2 separate regions of the Mus musculus genome follow, and region 2 is linked to region 1. The links are chromatin contacts, called in public ChIA-PET maps. All regions are on one chromosome and are shown on one strand. Each heading gives the region's core, a stretch centred on a gene start, on an enhancer-like site or on the middle of the called end of the contact. The rest is flanking DNA. Distances are from core to core; before and after follow the strand shown.

Region 1 (3,953 bases), core at 903-3,402:
GAGCCACCATGTGTGCTGGAAATTGAACCCAGTGCTCGGGAAGTGCAGTGAATGATCTTAACTCTCCAGCCCTGTCCTCAAAGATCCTGTAGATACAATCATTGAAATGTTTCCATGAGTGATAAGTATATAACTCCATACAGATTCACAAACTTAACCCAGAAGTCAAGACATTATGATCATCACTCCAGATAGGTCCTCTGCCTTCTCTTCCTCCCTCTTTCTCCAAAGATAACACAGTGCTGACCTCTGACCGTTCAAGGTCGCTCTTCTCATGTTCTTTTACATATATGCTGTCTCTTACCTAATTTTTATACCATTCATCCATAGTCTTTTTTAAAATTTTCAAAAATAATTTTTGTTTTGTTTTGTTTTTTGAGACAGTTTTCTGTGTGTAGCCCTGACTGTACTGGGACATGCTCTGAAGACCAGGCTGGTTTCAAACTCACAGAGATCTGACAAAAGATGTGTGCCACCACTGCCCAATTATTTTTTATTCTTATTGCTACATAGAATTTCACTGAGCAGATGTATATAGATCAAGCTAGCCTCGAACTCACAGCAATCTCTGTGTAAGATAAAATCGTGGGCTATCCGTTTTTGCCCACACTATTTTTTTAAATTAATAACCGGGTTGATGTGGATTTAACTAAGGGAAGGGGAGAGGGAACATTCCTAACTGCATCTCTTATTTGAAATGAGCTGCAGATACAGCTTTTAATGTGATTTCTAAGTGTGGCTATGTTTATCTGCATCAAGATGGAGAGATTGGAAGGTTTTCAGTGTCGACTCTTTTTCCTTTTACACCATTATTCGTCAGAATCTGTAGCGCTCCATGGAGTGGAACACTTTATTAACCATGTGGTTGTTAGCGGGTAGCTGATTATATCAGGGCATTACATGTTATGCAATGAAAACATGAATGGACTGGGTGAAAACATTTAGGTCATTAATTTGATGACTTTTTTTTTCTTTTTTTTTTGCTTTTTTTTTTTTTTTTTTTTTTTTTTTTTTGCTTTTTCGAGACAGGGTTTCTCTGTGTAGCCCTGGATGTCCTGGAACTCACTCTGTAGACCAGGCTGGCTGGCCTTGAACTCAGAAATCTGCCTGCCTCTGCCTCCCAAGTGCTGGGATTAAAGGCGTGCGCCACCACTGCCCGGCTTAATTTGATGATCTTGCCTTGGCATGTCTTCATTTAAAAATGAATAAGGAAATGTATTCATTCATTTATTCAAAACTAGGTTTGTCTCTCTACACCAGCCTTTATCCAACGCCTAAAACAGAGACTGGAGAGATTCCACAGTGGGAAGAACAGAGACCGCAGGCGCATGCATACGGACAGCTATTTGAGAGAGACCCGAGGAAAGGATATAGTCAGAGCGGTTTACCTAGTTTCTTGACAAAGATGGCAGTGATAATGGGCTCTTCTTTCAAGTCCAAGGAAGGTGTTCATTACTTTTGACAACATGATGAAAAACAAGGACCCATAGTGTAAACGTTCACATAGACATTTGGAGGTCGCTGACTCCCTCTGGTCCTCCTCTTCATCTTGCAGACAAAACTTTACCATCCAGGCAAAGTCTCAAATAGTCGTTTGCACACAATCATAAATTAACCACCCTTTATAGCGTTCTTGCTCTCTGTAAGACTTGCAGGTTAAGTGCTTTAACTTTGGGAGATCTTTTGATCAGAGCGCCACAGGGGTATTTAATATCTTCCTTTTAGAGACTTGCGGACTTGCCCAAAGTGAGATAGCTAGTAATTAGCAAATGCTTGGTTAAAAGTCTGTAAAGTGTGTGCTCTGGCTGAAAAACAGAAGAGGCCGGGAAGCAGAAGGGCCCGGGCTACCTTATGTACAGGACGCCATAAAGATTTTAAACCAGGTCTAATTACCCTAGGATAAAGGCATCGTGGCCCTTGTTTTCTCTTATGGAAGTGGGGACGCCTCCTCTGTCACTCGCTTTTGCTCCCACCAGGGACCCTACACCTAACTTCTCACGTGACGTTCCTACCGGGGCTAGAAAACGCACCCGCCTACGGAAGCCGCACTACACATCCGCCGCTCAACGCGGCGCCATCCACACAGGTTCCCCGCGTCCGCTTCCGTACAACATGGCGGCGCGCTCGCTGACGCGCCGCCTTCCCTGACGTACTTCCTGTCCGGCGCCGTCACACTTGACCCCTGAACTCACCCGCCCCTTCCTTTTCCTCTTCCGGGGACGGTGCTCAGAGGTATGGTGGCCTTCTTCTGCTCTGTGTTTTTTTACCGTTTACGATCCGTAGCCATCCGAGGCGTCAGGCGGGCGGGACGCCCTTGGGGTCGGGACTGTCGCTGGGGTCGGTGGTGAGGGACGAGGAGAGGTGCGTACCGGCCGAGGCCTCGGCTCGTAGACTCGGGAAGCCCGAGATCAAACCCGGCTTCCGAAGCGGTGAGTGGCCGGAGCTGCGCGCACCCTGGCCGTCGGCTACGGCGAGCGAGAGACCGAGTCGTGGTCGTGAAGCGCAGAGCGAGCGGAGCGCGGCCTCCGGCTGCTCCCCTGGTGCTGTCTGCCATGGTGGCTAGTCAGCGAGCGGGACGCGGCGGCGGCGGCTGGCTTGGTTAGGAAGATACGAATCAAGCAGTGGCGGCTCAGGGTCCTTAGCACTGGTCCGGGTCGCGCTTGGCGTTTGGGCTCCTTTTACGTAAAGTGGGTGTTGGGAAGGTGTGGAAGACAGGTCACCTGTAGCGCTTATTAATCAACTCCAGCCATTCGTCCCAGGGCTTGAGATTTAAACGAAGTCGCCTGTGTGTGAAGCTCTCGGGTAGAATGTTTGTCTGGCACGTTGACGGTCTGGAGTCCAAAATGCAGCATCGCTGCTGCGGGCTGGAGAGTCCTTTAGTAGCTGGTCTGCTAAGGAACGAACGAAGTTGGATTTGAAACAGCACGAAACCCGGCCCTAGTAGTAAACAAGACTTCTCCAGGACGCTGTTTTGGGACAAGACCTAGATTGTCATGACGCCTTACCAGCTGCCGCCACTGGGGTAGTTCGGTGTCTTCATCCTACTGGTAGCTGTATAAATTAGGGGGGAATACTGTCTTAGAGCCCAGGAGCTCTTCATCTCTAGTTTAAATGTGGGATTCTTTAGAACCGGGCCTTTGTAAGAGCACGGTGTGAATGAGTGTGTATATGAATGTAAGATATTTTATGTGGTGACGCTTTGGCCTTTATTATGGTGAAAGGTGATTGTGTTCTCTCTAAATTGTAGGCACTCAGGATGGTCCAGCGTTTGACATACCGCCGTAGGCTTTCCTACAACACAGCCTCTAACAAAACTAGGCTGTAAGTATCTGCAAGTTTGAAATAACTTTCAAATCGCTTTCTCTAGTATGCTGAGCTACTTACAATCTCCCTTCCTAGGTCTCGAACCCCTGGCAACAGGATTGTTTACCTCTACACCAAGAAGGTTGGGAAAGCACCTAAATCTGCATGTGGCGTGTGCCCAGGCAGACTTCGAGGGGTGAGTGTCCTTTTGATAGAGTTTTAATCCCTCAGTAGGCGGACTTGATATCTCTAGTCCGAAGTAGCCAATGTGAGAAATGACCAAAATGGCTTCCCAGTAAAAGCAGACTTCCCTTTGTAACCCAGTTCCCAGTTACTAGGAAATAAATGTCTTTCTCCTTGAGCATCTTAAGGTAATCACGGTCTTTGTTCTACAGGTTCGTGCTGTGCGGCCCAAAGTCCTTATGAGACTGTCTAAGACACAGAAGCACGTCAGCAGGGCCTATGGCGGCTCCATGTGTGCCAAGTGTGTCCGTGACAGGTGAGTGAGTGAGGGCCGAGGCAAGCTGGGTGTTTGTCACACGGCATGTGAGCTTGGAGTCGCCCCTTGACACCTGCTAGGTGCTCCTGTTGTGTCAGAATTTGGGGGTGTCTTTAAAGTAGCTTTGGTTTACAGAGAGCAGACAGGAAAG
Region 2 (3,906 bases), core at 626-3,125, 220 kb before region 1:
TATAGTACAGAAGAGATTCTCTCAACTGTGGTCCTTTCAAATGTTGGCAAAAATGAAGTTACTTCTGTTTTTGTTCCCCCCTGGGGTCAGAATGCTTTCAAGCTGGGGACAAAACAATATTTTTGGCAAAATATTCTAGCTGCCATCCGTAAAGGTAATTAAAACATATCCACAGTAATTTCTATATCTGTCACAAGTTCTTCTTGTGACATTGGATTACTCTTGTCACTGGATACATGTTGCCTTCTAAGAGCCCCTGCTGTGCACAGCCTGCCCGTGAGAGCAGCATTCCAAAGGTAAGAACATTGAGCACAGATCGGCTCCTTTGAGAAACACTGGCCCCCAAACAACTTTAAATGTTGAAATGTCCCCCCAGAAGAAAAAAAAAATATGTACTTTAAAGGTTTGAGGCACCAAGTTTAGTTGTGGACAGAACTCTTTCTAAAGGTTTCAAAAGAAAGTCAAGGCAAAATGTGCTGGTCATCATGTCATCAAACTTCCATGACTTATCCAGAAAGGAAGGGACATGGAGAGCTGGCCAGAGAAGAGACGAGCTGGCCCTTCTTCCGCCTGTGTGGCCCGGCTTACCCTGCCGCCCCACGTTTGCTTTGGTGAGAGGGACAATACACAAGTGAAAAACACTGAAAATCTGGCTTCACTCGGGTAAACAGAGGCAACATTAGTGCAAAATGATAGTTCCCATAAAATAGAAGACGGTGTGCCACACTTAAACATGTTGGCCTTTGATTGCTAGACTGTTTAAACTTGGAACACTAACTGAAAATATAGTGCTTTTATTTGAAAATGTCAATAGTTTGTATTTTGAAGGCTGATTTCAGAAACCCCAGTGCAATGGACAAATCATAGTGATCCTGTGAATGATTATAAAAAGATGGAAAACAAGAAAACGCTCTCAACCAAAAACAAAACAAAACAAAACAAAAACAAAAACAACAACAACCAGCCGGGCGTGGTGGCACATGCCTTTAATCCCAGCACTCGGGAGGCAGAGGCAGGCGGATTTCTGAGTTCAAGGCCAGCCTGGTCTACAGAGTGAGTTCCAGGACAGCCAGGGCTACACAGAGAAACCCTGTCTCGAAAAACCAAAAAAGAAAAAAAGAAAAGAAAAAAGAAAAGAAAACGCTCTCTCTGCTTCGGTTAGAAATAGCCCACTGATAGGGCTAGAGAGATGGCTTAGCAGTCAAGGACGACTTCTGCTCTTGCTGAAGACCTGGGTTCATTCTCAGTGCCAACATCAGGTGGCTCACAGCCAACTGTAAATCTAGATCCAGGGGATCCTGCACCCTCCGATCTCCATGGACACCTGCTGTACATGGTACACATAAACTCACACCAGGGTACACATAAAAAAAATCCTTCACTATTTGATCCCATGAAACTTACCCTGTAGAAATGGGTGCAGCTGTTAAACAATAGACTTCACCATTGTTAAACTATAACTATAGAATCTAAATATTAGTAACACAGGTACGTTAAATTATAGCTATAATCTTGGCAGTCAGGAACCCAGGAGACTGAGACAAAGGGATCCTTGCACGTTCTAGGAACACCCCCTGCCTCAGTTCATTCCATGGCTGGGCAGAAGCAGCCCAGGGTTATCCTATGCTAACATTCAATGCTAGAAAAATTGTTCTAATAATGAAGGAAGGATGTGTCATTAAGAATTGTAAGATTAAACCTAACATGTTCATGAGCTAGCTACACAGTGAGAGAGTGATGAGAACCACTTTGGTTGTCTCTGTCCACAGGACATCCACTAACATTTCTTCTGGAGCTAGCCTACAGGTGGTAGTTGTGTTTACAAGGGAGGGGAGTCCAGGTGTCTTGGCCCTGTGTCTGCCCTACGCTGTGACAGCTGAGTGGAGGATGTGGTTTTGTCGGGCCCACTGTAGAGGCGTATTATTGTGTGCAAGGTGTAATTGGGTATTGCTTCCTGCCTTCAAAGCCCAATCTTTACAGTTTCTCACCAGGCAACAGATCGGGGAATTGAGCAAGGACAGTAAAGAATGAACACAGCAGACTGTGTGTGACAGTAGACCAGAGCATATGGCAACACATATGCTTGGAACACACCAGAAAACGCAACATGCCCTGAGTCATAATCTCCTTGCTTCTGTCCGGTTGTACCTGATGGATGTTAACCTGCTTGGCGGTTCTCTTTATCAAAGGATGCGGTTTCCATGGGACCGTGGGAAGAGCAATCTCTCTGCTCTCACACTGGCTGAAAGGGAGCAGTGTTAGGATGAGAGAGGAGTCAGTCAGTACCTAGAAGGGTCCCTGTACCCGTTGTTCCCGTCCCCTGCTCAGTCTTGCAGATTGTATATGTGTGTAGCTGGGAGGGTGGGGGTGGCTGGGGGGTGGGGTGAACTGACCTGCAGACATACCCTATCTTTTGCCTTTCTTTAGATCCTGCCGGGAAGGCTGTTTGGGGGGCCAGGGAATGGAGCCCAGCACGCAGTATGCTGTTATGCTAAGTCTTCGAGCCTTGCCTAGACTGGGGTAGAGTTGGAGTCAGGGCAATGGAAAGGTCTAGTTGCCAACTGCGCCCTCCTCCAAAGCGCTCCTGCTGACTCTCCCTGCTCAGTCACCCCTTTGTTGACTTCCTATATTTTCACTCAGATGTGGTTTAGTGTTTTCTTTCCAAGGCATATTTTGCATGGAAGAATGCTTTCAGTGAGCTGAGGCCCTAATTGCCAAATAATGGTTGCCAAAACATGTTATTTTGGCTCGAGATGGTACAGAGCAGGAGGCGGTTTCCCCTCCTGAAAAAGAAAGAAAGAAAGAAAGAAAGAAAGAAAGAAAGAAAGAAAGAAAGAAAGAAAGAAAGAAATCCTTCCTCAGCAGCCCAAAAGGCCATTTGCAAACTCGCGACATCCAGGCCTCTGCCATGCCACGGAGCTTCCTTGAGTGAGGGTGACCACCGTCTCCAGCCATTCCCAGCCTCCCCGAGTCTCTTCCGGTGTCTGAGGAGGGGCTGTCTCCCAGCCTGGCCTTTGGCTGTGGGCACTGGGCTGAAGGAAGCCGCCAGGACTTGTCTCCTCCCCAGCCCCGCCAAAGGCTGCCTGCTCCGCCACCCGGCGAGTGTTCCCACCCGGCGTGCTCTCCGAGCAAGCGAGCAAGCGAGCAAGCGAGCGAGCGAGCGGCTGCCAGCTAACTGCAAACACCAGCCGCCCAGCAAGCACGGGGATTCCAAATAGAGACAAATCTGGGGCCCCAGGGGGAAGCTGGATGGAACTGATCAGTATGAGAGATATATCACTGCTAATTAAGTCCGGATCCCCTGGCTCCACTTGAAACAAACCAGGGAGGGATCAGGTTTTGAGAGCAGGTGCTGACTGGCTGCAAAACAGGAGTCCATCACTTGAGGAAAAGGTTTCTGCGTGCAGCCATGGGGGATGAAGTGGGGAGGGGTGGTGGTGGCGCACAACGGGACAGCGACCAGGAGCCCAAGGCTGTTCTGAGAAATGTCATTACGGGACAGAGAGCCACGAGAAGGGACTTTGTCTTAGGACATAAAGGAACTTGTGGAAAAACAACCCTTTAAAACCAAAATAACAACAACAAAACAATAAAACCTACTGCTGTAAGCAAGAACTCCGTGCCTGCCTCATTTTTTGTTTTCTGTTTTTTGTTTTTTTCCCTTTTGATAGCTGACTTACTTTCTTCTCTCGGATGGACAATGGAGTTAATTTAGAGGCGAGTAAACACTTTCCTGGCGACGCCAGAAGCAATTTCATTAGGGTCTGGACAATATGGGATTTGTTGCGACTCAGATGCTGGTCCAGTGTGGGCCCCAAAGCCACCCACCCACCCGGCTGCCTTCCCAGACTGCTGGAGAAAAACCTATTCTGAGTACCAGGAAGTAAATAAGCTTAACAGCATACA

The links. ChIA-PET counts read pairs in DNA pulled down with a chosen protein or histone mark.
Region 2: an RNA polymerase II ChIA-PET map of memory CD8 T cells shows a contact between it and region 1, with 114 read pairs. The contact joins the enhancer-like site here to the promoter of Rpl34 in region 1. A contact is called at or near these places in 1 of 39 promoter capture datasets (the C10 cell line) and 5 of 115 datasets of contacts at active chromatin or transcription factors (the SCID.adh cell line, effector CD8 T cells, embryonic stem cells and 2 more).

Annotation. Positions count from the first base shown.
Region 1 is chr3:130,728,597-130,732,549 of GRCm38.p6, reverse strand. It overlaps Rpl34 (ribosomal protein L34), which reads left to right and starts at 2,152. Exons shown (of 5, transcript NM_001005859.3): 1 at 2,152-2,232; 2 at 3,248-3,321; 3 at 3,400-3,499; 4 at 3,699-3,802. The coding sequence starts at 3,257.
Region 2 is chr3:130,945,465-130,949,370 of GRCm38.p6, reverse strand. No RefSeq gene overlaps it. Among named protein-coding and RNA genes, the nearest start is that of Gm36520, 96 kb to the right of the region's middle. Within about 2 kb of position 1,875, at least 170 of the 459 cell types and tissues checked have an H3K27ac peak or open chromatin away from gene starts, as enhancers often do. A contact at or near this core is called in the SCID.adh cell line, effector CD8 T cells, forebrain and 1 more, where this site is marked.